2 separate regions of the Mus musculus genome follow, and region 2 is linked to region 1. A link is a contact called in public promoter capture Hi-C data. All regions are on one chromosome and are shown on one strand. Each heading gives the region's core, a stretch centred on a gene start, on an enhancer-like site or on the middle of the called end of the contact. The rest is flanking DNA. Distances are from core to core; before and after follow the strand shown.

Region 1 (6,567 bases), core at 2,585-5,084:
CTCACCACCTGCAGCAGTCTGAAGAGCTGGCCCCAAAGTAATGAGAGCGAGAGAGCTGGTTCCCCCCCCCCCCCTGTGGGAGAATGCGCCCGGTACCTCATCTGGGCAACACAGAGGAACTGGCCCTGAAGGCAAAGGCACCGGTGAGCCAATCCCAAGGGTGTGAGAGCAGGAGAGCTGACCCAGCCCCTCAATGGCTGCAGCACTTGATGGTAGCATTGGGTGGCTTAGGCAGAGCAGTACCGGAGAGCTTGCCCTGGTGGTGCAGATATGAGAGAGCCAGCGGGCTGACCAGCTCAGCTGCCACCCAGGCCCAGATCCAGGACTTTGAGCTGGCTCACCCCAAAATTTACATTATCTATGAATTGTTGGGGATCACGAAAGGGCTTGTCCTGCTGATCCAAAACTACAGGATCTCCATGACACAGAGCAACAACAGGATGACCAAGAGGAGTCCCTGTGAGGATCCAATATTGATAGGGCCACAGAACCCAGAGACCCTGAACCTTTGCAAGTGAAGATGTGTGAACAGAGAGACATAATTGAGGCACACCGCGACACAACACAGCTTCCATGGTGTTTTTCTGTGCTTTGGTGTGTGTGTGTGTGTGTGTGTGTGTGTGTGTGTGTGTGTGTGTGTGTTATTTTGTGGGAAGTGTTGTAAGGGCAGAGAGCAGATCTAAGGAGACAGGGAGAGGAGGGGGACTGGGTTGCAAGATACGAAACTAAAAAAGAATCGAAAAAAAAAAGTAGTTAACAGAAAATAATGAAATAAATGGAGTCATACAGTCTGATGTCATATGTGACTGGCTTCGTTTACCGTGACATTGGTAGGTTTCCCTGTCAGTATGCCAGGACTGGCTTTCTTTTATGAATGAATGATACTGTGCTGTTTGGAACAGCACTTTTTCCTCATTCATTCATTGGTTGGCAGATGTTTAGATTACCGTGTCTGTTGACTCTAATAAATTGTGTTGCTGTAAACACTGGTGTAAAAGTTTTATTTGAGCAAATGTGTTCTTTTTTACCCCTCTTGGGTATGTGCCTATGAGTGAAATATTTGGACTATATGGTAATTCTATTTTTAACTTGTTGCAAAGCTGCCAAACTGTCTTGCAAAGTGGCTACCCCGTTTTACACTCTCCCTAGCAGTGCAGACGGCTTCCGCCTCCCCACCCTCAACTGCATTCATTGTTGTTGTTGTTGCTTTTCTTATTATAGCCTCCTGGAGTGAAGTAATATTTCATTGTGAGTTTGGTCTGCATTTTCCCAGTGACTAATAACATTAGGTAATCTCGCATGTGTTTGTTGGTCATTTACATAGCTTCTTTTGACAAATGTTTTTTTTCCAAATTCCTTGCCCACTTTGTAATTAGGTTATTTAGTCTTTTGTTTTAGATTCACATTCACGTGTATATATTGATTTTCCTTAGTTTAAGTCCCTGAGGGGTGTGGTATATCTGGGGTCCTGTTTAACAGCCTTCTCAGGAGGTTGCTATGGTGGTTGCTGTGGACCTTGACAGTTCCCACGGGTCCTGGTAACCTTTCCCCTATACTTTAGCTTTGTTCTGTTGTCCACCAAGAGTCACCATATGTGTGGGTTTGTTGTTGTTGTTGTTTTGTTCACCTCTCTCTTTCTCAAGCTGAGTTTGGTTTCATCTCAGGCATAAACAACCTGCCCTCTTTCATTCTGGAGACCTGCTATAGGCAGCAAAGCAGCCTTGCCCCACAGCCTTCTAGATACGTTTGCCAGTTGCAAGTCCTGTTCCCTGCAGGCCTACATGGGCTGTAGATGCTGAAAAGAGGGTTTATTTAAAAAATAGTTGACATTAAAGTTCCTTAAATATGCTGAGCTTAGACCCTTATAAGATTTACAAAGCCATTCCTTACCCTATATCTTTCTTACTAGGCTTGACTTCGGAGTGGAAGCATTCTTACATCTGACCAAGCTTGCATGCCCATCCTTCTTCTGTGCCAGGGCAAGCCTCTTGATTTGCCCTATGATCATAAATCTGGAGTGTCCACTTGATTGGACTGAGGTGCTTTGAGATGAGCAAAGAAGATGTTTCTGTAGATGGTCAAATAAGAGAGGAAGACACACCCTGAGTGAGCACTGTACCACCCGCTAGGCTGGGGGACTCAGACAGAAGGAAGGGGGGAGCAGCTCTCTCTCTCTCTCTCTGCCTCCTAGGTGTGGGTTGTGACTTTCCTGCTGTGACAGTGACAGTGGAGTGTGGTCTGCTGTCTCTTGGATGCTTCCCCTGCCAGGATGGGCTGAAAGCTTGGAAACTGTGAGCCAAATGAATGCTGCTTCTGTTAGGTTGTTTCTCAGGTGTTATGACACAGCAACAAAATGTCTACACATGCTCTCAGAGGTTTTACTGCCCTCTTTCCACTTCAATGGGTGCCGGACCTGCTTCCGGACTGTGTGTTCTGGCAGTCTGAGTCCTCACAAACTCAAGAATTTCTTGTTACCCAAGATGCCTCTATGTTTGCTGTGATCTTTCACACAACCCACTGTAGACTGGCTTCCAGATTGACTTCCTGCTTCCAGACTGACTTCCTGCTTGGTTTGAGACTTTGGCAACTTTGTAATGAAGGCTCCTCCCACCTCCCTCAGTGTGCTTTGAGCTTGTCATCTTGCTGACCATCCCAGCCTCTCCCTCCCCCTCCCCCTCCCTCCCTCCCTCCCTCATCCTCCCCTGCCCTCCCACCTTGACGTCTATGTTTCTTCTGTGATTCCCCCACCCCCATCCCTTTCCTTTCCTTGGAGTGCAATAACAAGACTGGCATCGCTGAATTGCAGAGTTGCAATCTAGATCCGACATTTACAAGCTGGGGAGCCTTGGGCAAATGTACTGACAGCTCTGTTACTCAGCTGGCTGATCTGCGCAGCCAGGATCAGGAGGATCACGATGCCTATCTTTTCAGAGGATCTGTGCATTTCCAATGAAGCAACGAACTCTGTGCCAGTGATGGAGGATGAAGTGACAAGCATAAGTACTAGCTGTTGTTTCCCAGTCAAGCTCAGATCGTCAACATAGGCTGGATCTTTCTGTCTTCTGCTTCCTCTAGCCCTGCAGCCTCTTGTTTTGACACCATCTCCCATCAGACCTGTTAACTATCAATACTACTTCCCATGGGTTCACTATCACCTGAGCCCCTCTCCCTCTGTCTCTCTGTCTGTCTCTGTGCCACTATCTGTCTTTGTGTCTCTCATTCTTTTGAGACAGGGTCTCATTCAATCCTGTTGGACCTTGAATTCCTGTTCCTCCTGCCTCCACTTCCCTAATGCTCAGATTATAGACATATGCTACCATACTTGGGTCATGTAGTACTTGGGGAGGGAACTCAGAGCCTCACACATGTTAGGTAGGCACCCTACCCACTGAGCCACACCCCTAGCCCTACCACAGAGCCTTCAATACTCAAATTATTCTTCTCTTCCATCTGGACCATCGTTTGTTTGTTCTTGCTAGCTTTTCTTTTGAAATCTTTCTCCCTCCAGCTTTGTAGCCACTCTGCCTCAGCTCCATCCTCCTGAGTTCTGCATGGACCACAAGTCTGACGCTGCCTCTCTACAATTCCTGCCTTCTGAGTTAGGCTTTCATAGAAGCTAGAATTCTGGGTCTCTCCCTGTAGTCCCTGTGGCTCTGTATCTTTCCTGACCAGACGGAGTTATACACTATCCTGGGAATATGTAAAGTCGGGGATCAACAGTAGGATTTTGAGGCCAGAGCTCTGGATTCTTTCCCGGGCTTTCCAGGGGACCCAGGCAGCCCTCTTGTTCTTTGATCTCTATTTCCCCACTCATACAGTAGGTAGGAGGAAACCAGCAGTCCCAAAGGTCCCTGCCAGCACCGCTGTAAGGTGACCGCACTGCCCTGCCGTGTGTGGTGTGTTCCAACACAGGCTCCTTCACAGAAATTCTGAGACATTCTTCTCTTTCCACCTTTTCCTACTTGACAGTCTTGTTTTCTGAGGTGAGCATCTCCTTTGCCAGGTTCTGCTCAGCCCTCACTTCCTGCCTCTGACTCACTTCGCAGGCCTGTTGCCCTCACCTTACAGCCTAGGGTGTGTTAATCATTGCACAAATGAATTCAGATACTGGCCTGGCTTCTAAGCTGGGTTTTTCTCAGCGAGTTTCCACCTTTGGTCTCCCACTGTTCCATTTCAGGCCCTTACACTCACTGGTTAACCTGTGAAATCATTTCTCAGAAAACAAAACCAGGATGACCTTGAATGGTAGAGTCTTCTGCCTCAGCCTCTCAAATGCTGGATTTTGCTCTCCTGTGGGAGCTTTCTGAAGTCTGTATCTGAGCGTGCCACCCACTAGGGAGCTTTCCAGACGGGGAAATCTTGTCTCTGTGGCTTCCCCACTCCCTTTGCTCTCCTCAGCTGCTACTGTAGAGAGCTCCCCGGATTCTCTTGCTCCTTCTGTCCCTGATGTCCATCCCCCCCCCCTTTTCTCACTTCTTCACGCAGTGAAATTCTGCTGGCTCACTGGGCTTCAGATCCACAGTGACTTTCTCAGAAGCCTTCCTTGATCTTCTGATTCAAAGAAAAGTCTTTTCAGTTCTACCCTGAAGCAGAATCATCTGTGTTCCCTTAGGAAGACTCGTTCATTTTCCTTTCCTTACTGTGAAGAAGGCACACAGGGTGTGACTGCAGCAGGTGCTTGTGCAGGGCACCATTCCGTACACAGTTATTGTCTAAGGGATGCCTGGCTCTGGGCTTCTGGCTTTTGTCTCTCTCTCTCTCTAATGGGGACATGTGAAAGGTCCCATCCCACCTAGCACCACAGTTTTCCTGAAGGGCTCACAAGTGCTGCCAAGCCCAGAGCACACTCAGAGTTTACACAAAGGAGCAGCAGGAAGCAGGGATTAGTGCAAGATCTTAATCAGCAAAAGCTGAGACACCTGCTGGCACAGGCACCTTGGGGAAGTCCCAGTCGGTGCCCACAAAAGCAAGAGGTGGATGGTGCCCACAGACAGGTTCCTAGTGGTTGGCCTAGGCAGTCTGAGCATCTGGGTCCTTCCCATCCTAATATGCCAGAGCTGGTTAGTGGTGAGATCAGTAGGTCTCAATACCCTGTGGTATATATAGGTGCTGGAGCTGACACCGAGGCTGCCAAGATCACCTAGCAAGTCAGGGCAAGGTTGAAGAAGAAACCAGGATACTCCCTCCCAGCCCTGGGAACACCCTTCTCCAGCAGGCTGTTGGGGCTCCACGAGTGTGGTTGAAATGAACATGAACAAAGGTTTTCCTAGAGCACCTTGGAGTAGGCACCTGCTTTCGGAATTGCAAGAGCAACGTCACTGACCGCGGGATGACAAAGACTGTGGAAGAGAAGAGAGAGACAGCAAAAGAATACGATAGAGACAGGGAAGGAGGAGGTATGTGCACAGGAAGACATGAAAGATCACTTAAAACTAACAACCAAGACCAAGAATGAATTAGAATGAGACTCGGGATATGTGAGAGAGGAAGTAGAAGAAGAGACAGTGTAGTTAGTGGAGCCTGGGCGCTACCTCCTCCCTCTGCTGCCTCCTGGACCGTGCTCCAGTGGTAGATGCTGCATTTGTTCCTGCCTTGGGACTCTGAGACTCACAGGATGCATGACCTCAAAGTTTCTCTCCTCTTTCTCCTTCTTCTCCTTCTCCTCTCCTCTTTTATGTGTGTGTGTGTGTGTGTGTGTGTGTGTGTGTGTGTGTGTGTGTGTCTTTGAATGAGCATATGCTACAAGGAGAGTCATTCCACCTATTGCTTCCTCCAGCACAGTGCTCTCCTTGGTATAAACGCTAATGTTCTGCCCATTAGAGCTGGACTGGGGCTGGTACTTCTTGTCTCACTTCCTCATTGCCTAGTAAGGGAGACAAACACAGAAGCTCACTCTCAGAACAGGAGCTAGAATGTGAACTTGGGGCCTTCTGTGTGCAGGAAGGGAAGCAGGGAGGAATAGATTGAGGTTCCCACAGATTTGTTCGTTTTTTATTGTGTGTGAATGAGTGTTTGCCTGCATGTATGTATACCCCATGCATGCAGTGCCTATGGAGGCCAGAAGAGGGAATCAGATCTCTTAGTTACAGGCTGCCATGAGATGCCTGACTTGACTTGAGTGCTGAGAACGGATAGCTGCCTAACCCTTGGTTCCAGCTTCTGGAACTGCAGCGGTGACAGCTCATTTTCTGGCTACAACCTCCTCTGTCCCAGCTCTTCTAGTTTATGGAGACTTCAAGTCTCTGCTTCCCCAGTTTCACAGTCTCTCAGCCCTCTCTTCACTTTGTCTGCCACAATCTATAGACTCAAACTAGCGACCTCACTGGCTCCTAAAGCTAGAACCACTATCATGTCGGTTTCCATTTGAACAGAGAAGCAAGCTGCTTCTGTGACTTCTGGGTGTGTTGGAGTCACTTGGAAGCTCCAAAGAAGTGTTTCATCAAATAACAACTCCTCCATTTTACTAAAGCTGCTTTGGGGACCTTTAAGTGAGGCATGGGAGTGGGCAGCTCCAGATAGGACAGTTGGAGAGCAGAAGTCATTGTCACACCTTGAGCCCCCACCCAC
Region 2 (6,822 bases), core at 3,800-6,299, 300 kb after region 1:
CCCGCTTCTCGGCCAGAGCCAGAACGAGGTGGTTCCTGCTGCAGACGCTGATCAACAATCCCAGGCTTGTCATGCTCAGAAAATCAAAATCAGGTCATAGTTCGGGCGAGTTCACACAGATTCTGTTGACCTGCTCAGACTGCTGATTGGGCCGCCAACTTCTGCTCCAAGGCCAGGCCATCCCCTCTCACAAGGACCTCAGCTTACCTAGCAGCCATTCCCTACAATGGCACAGGACAACATGGGCACTGTTCCTGCACATGATAGACGGCACTGACCACTTGTGGGGTGGCCATATAGACCAATGGTTTAAGCCTAGCATGATCTCAGTCCCTTGGCACAAAAGAAAAACAATATAAAAAGCAATGTCTGTGGAGCAAATTTTGCCCATCAGTGACCTCCACTATTTGTGGGAAGGCCTCCATGGGGTCATCTATTAAGAAGCATGAAATAGAGGCTGGATAAATGAGACGGCTCAGGGGCTGAGTGCATTAGATTTCACTTGCAGAGGACTCAAGTTTGGTTCCTAGCCTCTACACTGGGCAGCTCACAAGTGTCTGTAACTCTAGGGATCTGACCTGTTTCCAGCCTATTCAGGCACCTGCACAAATGTGGCAGACACATATACATATAAGTAAAAACAATTTTTTAAAAATGAATCTTTAAAGTAATTTTAAAAAAGTAGTATGAAGTGAACTTTCTGCCCTATGACCTACTGGGAATGGAATCAGAGATGATATAGGACTTCCTCCTAAAGATAGTCTGAGTCTATCTGTGGGATCACCTACGAAAGCCAAGCAGAGGTGGAATGGGCCTGCATTCCAGGTGGAGTGCAGCAACACTGATACAGGGTGAGCAGGAGACCCCAGGCATTTTGATGATGGTGTTCATGCAGCATGTTGGATACAATGCTGAAAGAAGATGAGGCTTACTCAAGAGACACAAGTGTCAGGCTGGGAGGTGTGGACATTGTCCTTATGTAAAGCCAGTACTACCCGAATTTTCATACTCAAAATGGCCAGGACAGATACAGTCTGACCATTGAAAGTCTCTCCTGAGCCTGAGCAAGTGCCGTGAGGACCCAAAGTCTCCGAGTGCTTGCACCTGGTTGCTATGTACACTTGGTCCTGTTGGCGCATGCGTCAGAGTTGTCTCTTTTAGCTGAATCTTTACAACAGCCCTTTGACAATTTGTTTTGAGAAAATGAAGAGCCATCTCCCCACTCCCCACACAACACTCGTCACTTTCCAGCTCTGTGGTCAAACAACTTTTTCTTTCTCTATTCACAGATATTTATATCTGCAAAAGGGGGCCAACATCCCAACTCCATGTATCAGCTTGAGAATAAAATTATTAAAAGCACTTAGACACTTTTAAGCTTGTGCCTGACACTCTAAACACTCAAAAGCAGACTCGGTTTTGATTGTCTCTATGGTTTGAGTGTAAACAATGTCTCCCACAGGCCCAGGTACCTGTAAAGACCTTGGTCCCTAGGATGGCACCATGCAGAGGGATGGCACCTTTGGGGCTGGTGCCTAGTAGGAGGTCCTTAAGTCACTGGAGGCATGTCCTTGAAGGAGATCATGGGACTCTAGTCTTTCTGTTTCTTAACTGATAGGATGACTATTTTTGCTTACTAGACATCCCTACCCCACATGACATGGTGCCTCATTAGAAGCCAAAATCAATGGGACATTCCTTCTTAGACTGTGGCCTCCAAAACCATGAACTCAAATAAATTTTTGCTCTCCATACATTCACTACCTCGGGTGTTTTGTTGCAGTAACAGGGAACTAATACAGATCTCATGTCACAGAAAGATCCAAGTGTGTGTGTGTATGTGTGTGTGTGTGTGTGTGTGTGTGTGTGTGCGCGCGCGCGCATGCACCTTGTTGTGGGTATCAGTGTGTGTGTATGTACATGCCTGTGTCTGTCTGTCTGTCTATGCCATATTATTCATCAGGAAAATGCAAAATAAAACTATGATACTACACCACCAAATAATGTCTAGGATAAAGTCAGGTGACACTACTAAATGTTGGTGAGGACACAGAACACTAGGGTACACTGTGGTGTGTGTGTTACCACTTTCCGAACCTTTGGTAGTATCTTCTAAGATGTATACACTCATACTCTCTGACATGGCATGCTCATCATGCAGAGGAATGGTTAGAGCAGGAATGTGGATACATTCCCAGGTTGTAGAGAATGCTGGAAGCCCTGAGTGGGTGAAGTCCCAAGTAAATGTGTTATTGATATAGGACCCCTCAGGCTCAGAGGGATTATGAAACCTTCCTTGGGGGTGCTGAGTGTCAGAGTTGACAGTCAACATAGAAAGTGTCCACCAGAGCGGTCTCCATCCAGATGTTTATGGCCTAAAGATGACTATCCCTACAGAGGCTGCTCCTACCCAGATTAGCTAAGCCTGCCTCCTTGTGTCAGATGCGTACCAAGAACTCTGCATACCTGTTCGTCTGCATGCAACAGTTCTGCCTCTTTGCTCAACTCTATATAATACACAAGCCAAGCTTCTGGGGTGCTGCGTTGTCTCCTTCTGAGAGCCCAGTCCACCGCGTGGCTGGCTGGCTGTGTGTGTTGGGCTGGCTATCTTTTTTTTTTTTTTCTCCTCATTTCCTCATGTCCCAGACAGGTCGAGTCCCTGGCTTATTGGCTTGCTCCCTCTGCCTCGAGCTCATCCTGCTTTTGTAAACCAGCCAGGACCACCTGCCTAGGGGTGGCCCTGCCCACAGTGTGTGGCATCAATGTGTGCCCACAGTCACAGGTCAGGCTGATTTGAGCCTGACCTGTGACCTCAGTGGAGGTTTTCTCTCCTCAGGAGACTCCAAATTGTGTCCAGTGGGCAATAAAAACTAACCAGCACAATGTCTTTTATTTTATTTTAGAAAATATAATTCCATGAATCCAGTTAGTGCTGGTTCCATAGGCAGGGGTATGGGGCCATCCACTGGACCATGGTGAGCCTGTCAGATTCTACCAGAAACTCTCAGAAGTGATAGATGCTTTCAGCAAAGTGTCAGGATACAAAGTTAACATTATAATCAGTCATGATGCTGAATAACAATGGCAAACACACTCAGAAGCAAGGTGGGTGGGATTCCATTCACAGAAGTCTTTGCAAAAGGTACCTTGGAATGTGAAAGAGCCAAAAACTTAAAAAACAAAACAAAACAAAACCTCTGTAAGGAAAACATTAAATCACCAAAGTAAGAGATTGAGGAAGACACTTAGAAAACATGGAAGGATGTTGGATTTTTGCCAAAAGCATTTTCTACAATTGAGATGAACATGTGACCTTTGCCCTTTAATCCCTTTATACAATTTGTAACATTTATTGATCTACTTAGAGTGAGCCATCTTTGTGTCTTGATTGTGGTGAATGGTCTTTTTGATGTATTCTTGAATTCTGTTTGCAAGTATTTTCTTGAGGACTTTTGGACCTATGTTCACTGGGGAGACTGCTCTGCAATTCTCTTATCTTGTTACTTCTTTACCTGGTTTTGGAATCAAGGTAATACCAGCTTCATAAAAAGGGGTTAATGAAGTTCTTTACTTTTTTGTTTGATGGACTACTGGGATGAGGCCTGAAGCCAGTTCTTTTTTTTTTCTTTTCTTTCCTCTTTCTTTCTTTCTTTTAATTTTTATTTATTTATTTTTTTGGTTTTTCAAGACAGGTTTTCTTTTCAAGACAGCTCTGGCTGTCCTGGAACTCACTCTGTAGACCAGGCTGGCCTCGAACTCAGAAATCCACCTGCCTCTGCCTCCCAAGTGCTGGGATTAAAGGCGTGCGCCACCACGCCCGGTTAGAAGGGAAAATCCACCAGGGCTCCAGTCCTCCTGGACGTTAGTTGGGAAATTTGATTAAATTACTGCTTGTTATAGGTCACGTGCTACTATGGCCAGCTCCCAGGTAGCTGTAACTGCTGGAGCTGAAGGGAAGGGACAAGTTTCTGATGTTAGAAGCTCAAGCCAGCAGCCTTTCCTGGGGTGAGAAAGGGCAGAGACTGAAAACCTCAAAAACAGAACAGAACAGAAAACAAACAAGAGTAAAAAAAAAAAAAGATTCCTGTTTTGAAAAACAAAACAAAACAAAACATATTTTTCATCCCCTCTATAGGTCACCTTCAGGCTTTCTTTTCTTTTCAGCTAAAATGAATCCTGTCTTTATTTTACTTCACCCTGGACCAAACAATGAGTCTAAAAGGGTTTTGTATTCATCTCTTTGTCATTCGCCTCTGTCAAAGAATGAGAGTAGCGTTTTCAGTCAACACTCCTGAGTTCCTGATGCTGCAGCCAGCTTCAGAAGACCACTCACTCTCAGATGTCAGTGTGGGAAGGGCTTGCCAGCAGGTCTGTTCCCCGACTGCTGCCACTGCAGGCCTTCTCTGGAAAGGAGAAGGGTGGCCCACCATACATGAGAAACTAGCTCAGTGGTTTTCAGCCTTCCTAATGCTGCAATCCTTTAATGCAGTTCCTCACATTGTGGTGATTCACAACCATCAAACTATTTTTGTTACTACTTCCTAACTGTAACTTTGCTACTGTTGTGAATCAGAACGAAAACATTTTTGAGTACAGGTTTGTCAAAGGGTTACGATCCATGGGCCGAAAACCACTGCTCTTAGTGGTCTAGTGCACACGGTTCTCATTAAGGCCAGGCAGGTCTTAAGCCTTGAATTCTGAGCCTTCCAACTTACTTTAAAGTGGGAAAGATCTTATTTCTTTCAGTGTCTTTCAGATTCTTACAGGCAAGGGCCACTTTGTGCTGCCTGCCTGCACAGGTTGATTTTAACCCGTGCAACAATGAGAGACTGGATTCCTTGACCACAACAGTCAAGATCTGCACAGGCTTTCTAACCTCCTACTAGCTTTTGGGAACTTTTAAAGGGCGCTCCAAGGACCCAACATTAAAAAGAAGTGGTGAGTTTCACTACTCCACGTGGGCCTCTGCTGTTGCTGAGTGACCTGGCTCCCTGAGAAGGAAGTGTGCTCAGGGACGGCCACGCCCCCTCGTGTTGCCCCATCCCTCGCGTTGCCTAGGAAACCACAGCGTCCTGCTGCAGTTGCTGGCTTCAGGGTGAATCTGAACTTCAGATGCGGGAGCCTCCAGGCTTGGGTAAGGACCTCAAAATTGCTGGGCTTGGGGGACAGCGGGCTGATTGAGCAGATAGGAAGATGGGCGTGTCGCAAACAGTAGGCATAGGCCAGAATCAAACTGCTCCTTCCCTTTGCAACACTCCCCTATTTCTCCCGGAGGATGTGACTAGGGTTCCAGTCCCATCTGACATCTGAGGCAGATTGACGGTCCCTAGAAGAGCTCTAGTGGAGCGCAGACAATAATCCTGCCCTTTCCAGAAAGTGCCTGTGGGATTTACACCCTGGGCGCTGGCGAAGACCCACTCTCTGTCTCTCCCCCTCCTGCTCCCCCGCCCCCCCCCCACCTAATTTTGTTTGAAATCTAAGTTTCCCCTTAAACAAGGTGTCCTGTGGGATCTAGTGCTGTCTTTAGGCTGGAGGTCCTAGCAAGAGGGTCCCAGCCTCTGAGTAAAAACTAAGACCAAGTCCCAAGTGTATTTCCAGAACGAAGAGGAATTGGGCCAGCAGTCAAGATGTCGCCAGTGGGAAAGGTGTCCCAAGTACAGAATGGCAAAGTCTACCAGCAGATCTTCCAGGCCCAGGTAGGTGTCCTGCTGGCCTTTGCTCCCTTTCCCTCCCCTGGTCTCCCCACAAACTTTCCTGGTCCTTTCTAATTTTTCTTTGTTCTGAGAGTTTCCCTGTCTAAGATCCATTTTATTTTTTTTTTTTATTGAGAATAGATTTTTTCATACAGTAATATTCTGATTTCAATCCCCACCCCATCTTCTCCCAGATTTCCCCCCAATAAGCCGATTTTTAAAAAACAGTTCTCTTTGACAATTACTTTGATTTTTTTTTTTAAATTGCTATTGGGTGTATTATAGAAGAACATTGGGGCATTTGGTCTCAAAATTAAAAACTTAATTTTGGTTAAAAATATTTTTAATCGAAATTATTCAGAATTAGTCTGAATTAACCATCTGTGCCTGATTCTTTTTTTTTTTTTAAGATTTATTTATTATATTTATATGAGTACACTGTAGCTGTTTTCAGACACACCAGAAGAGGGCATCAGATTTTATTACAGATGGTTGAGAGCCACCATGTGGTTGCTGGGAATTGAACTCATGACCTCTGGAAGAGCAGTCGGTGCTCTTAACCGCTGATCTGTGTCTGATTCTTTTGGAGAGCATAAAAGCAGTTCTTATTTTTCTGCTTAAAAGGTGAGTCTTGGCCAGGCATGGTAGCTCATGCCTTCAGTTCCAGCACTTGGGAGGCAGGGGCAGGTGTATCTCTGTGTGTCTATGTAGCAAGCCAGATAGACTCTGTTTCAAAAAACCGATGGTAGTGGTGGTGGTGATGGTGGTGGTGGTGGTGGTGATGGTGATGGTGGTGGTATTAGTGGTGGTGGTGGTGGTGGAGGTGATGGTGGAGGTGGTGATGGTGGTGGTGGTGGTGGAGGTGGTGGTGGTGGAGGTGATGGTGGTGGTATTAGTGGTGGTGGTGGTGGTGGAGGTGGTGGTGGTGGAGGTGATGGTGGTGGTAGTGGTGATGGTGGTGGTGGTGGTGATGATGGTTCTTTTTCTGTACTAGGGTTTTGAATCTCCCTTTTCTCCTTGGCAATCTCTCAGAACTCATGTCCATAGCCAGGGGTATTCACACACCTCCCTGGGACCCAGTGTCAGCCTCAGTAGAAGACTTGTCTGGTACCCAGTGTCTGCCCCCATA

What was found. Promoter capture Hi-C pulls out the DNA fragments that hold promoters and counts their contacts.
Region 2: a contact with region 1 is called in a promoter capture Hi-C map of liver, with 2.1 times the contacts expected there. The contact joins the promoter of Ccdc180 here to the enhancer-like site in region 1. A contact is called at or near these places in 4 of 39 promoter capture datasets (the 3T3-L1 cell line, HPC-7-derived erythroid cells, hippocampal neurons and 1 more) and 3 of 115 datasets of contacts at active chromatin or transcription factors (all in embryonic stem cells).

What each region holds. Positions count from the first base shown.
Region 1 is chr4:45,581,562-45,588,128 of GRCm38.p6, forward strand. No RefSeq gene overlaps it. Among named protein-coding and RNA genes, the nearest start is that of Gm22055, 36 kb to the left of the region's middle. Within about 2 kb of position 3,835, at least 61 of the 459 cell types and tissues checked have an H3K27ac peak or open chromatin away from gene starts, as enhancers often do. A contact at or near this core is called in liver, where this site is marked.
Region 2 is chr4:45,885,254-45,892,075 of GRCm38.p6, forward strand. Ccdc180 (coiled-coil domain containing 180) reads left to right here and starts at 5,050. Exons shown (of 38, transcript NM_198660.2): 1 at 5,050-5,134; 2 at 5,599-5,696. The coding sequence starts at 5,113. It overlaps Stra6l (STRA6-like), which reads left to right. Exons shown (of 18, transcript NM_028788.4): 18 at 1-1,757. The coding sequence ends at 146.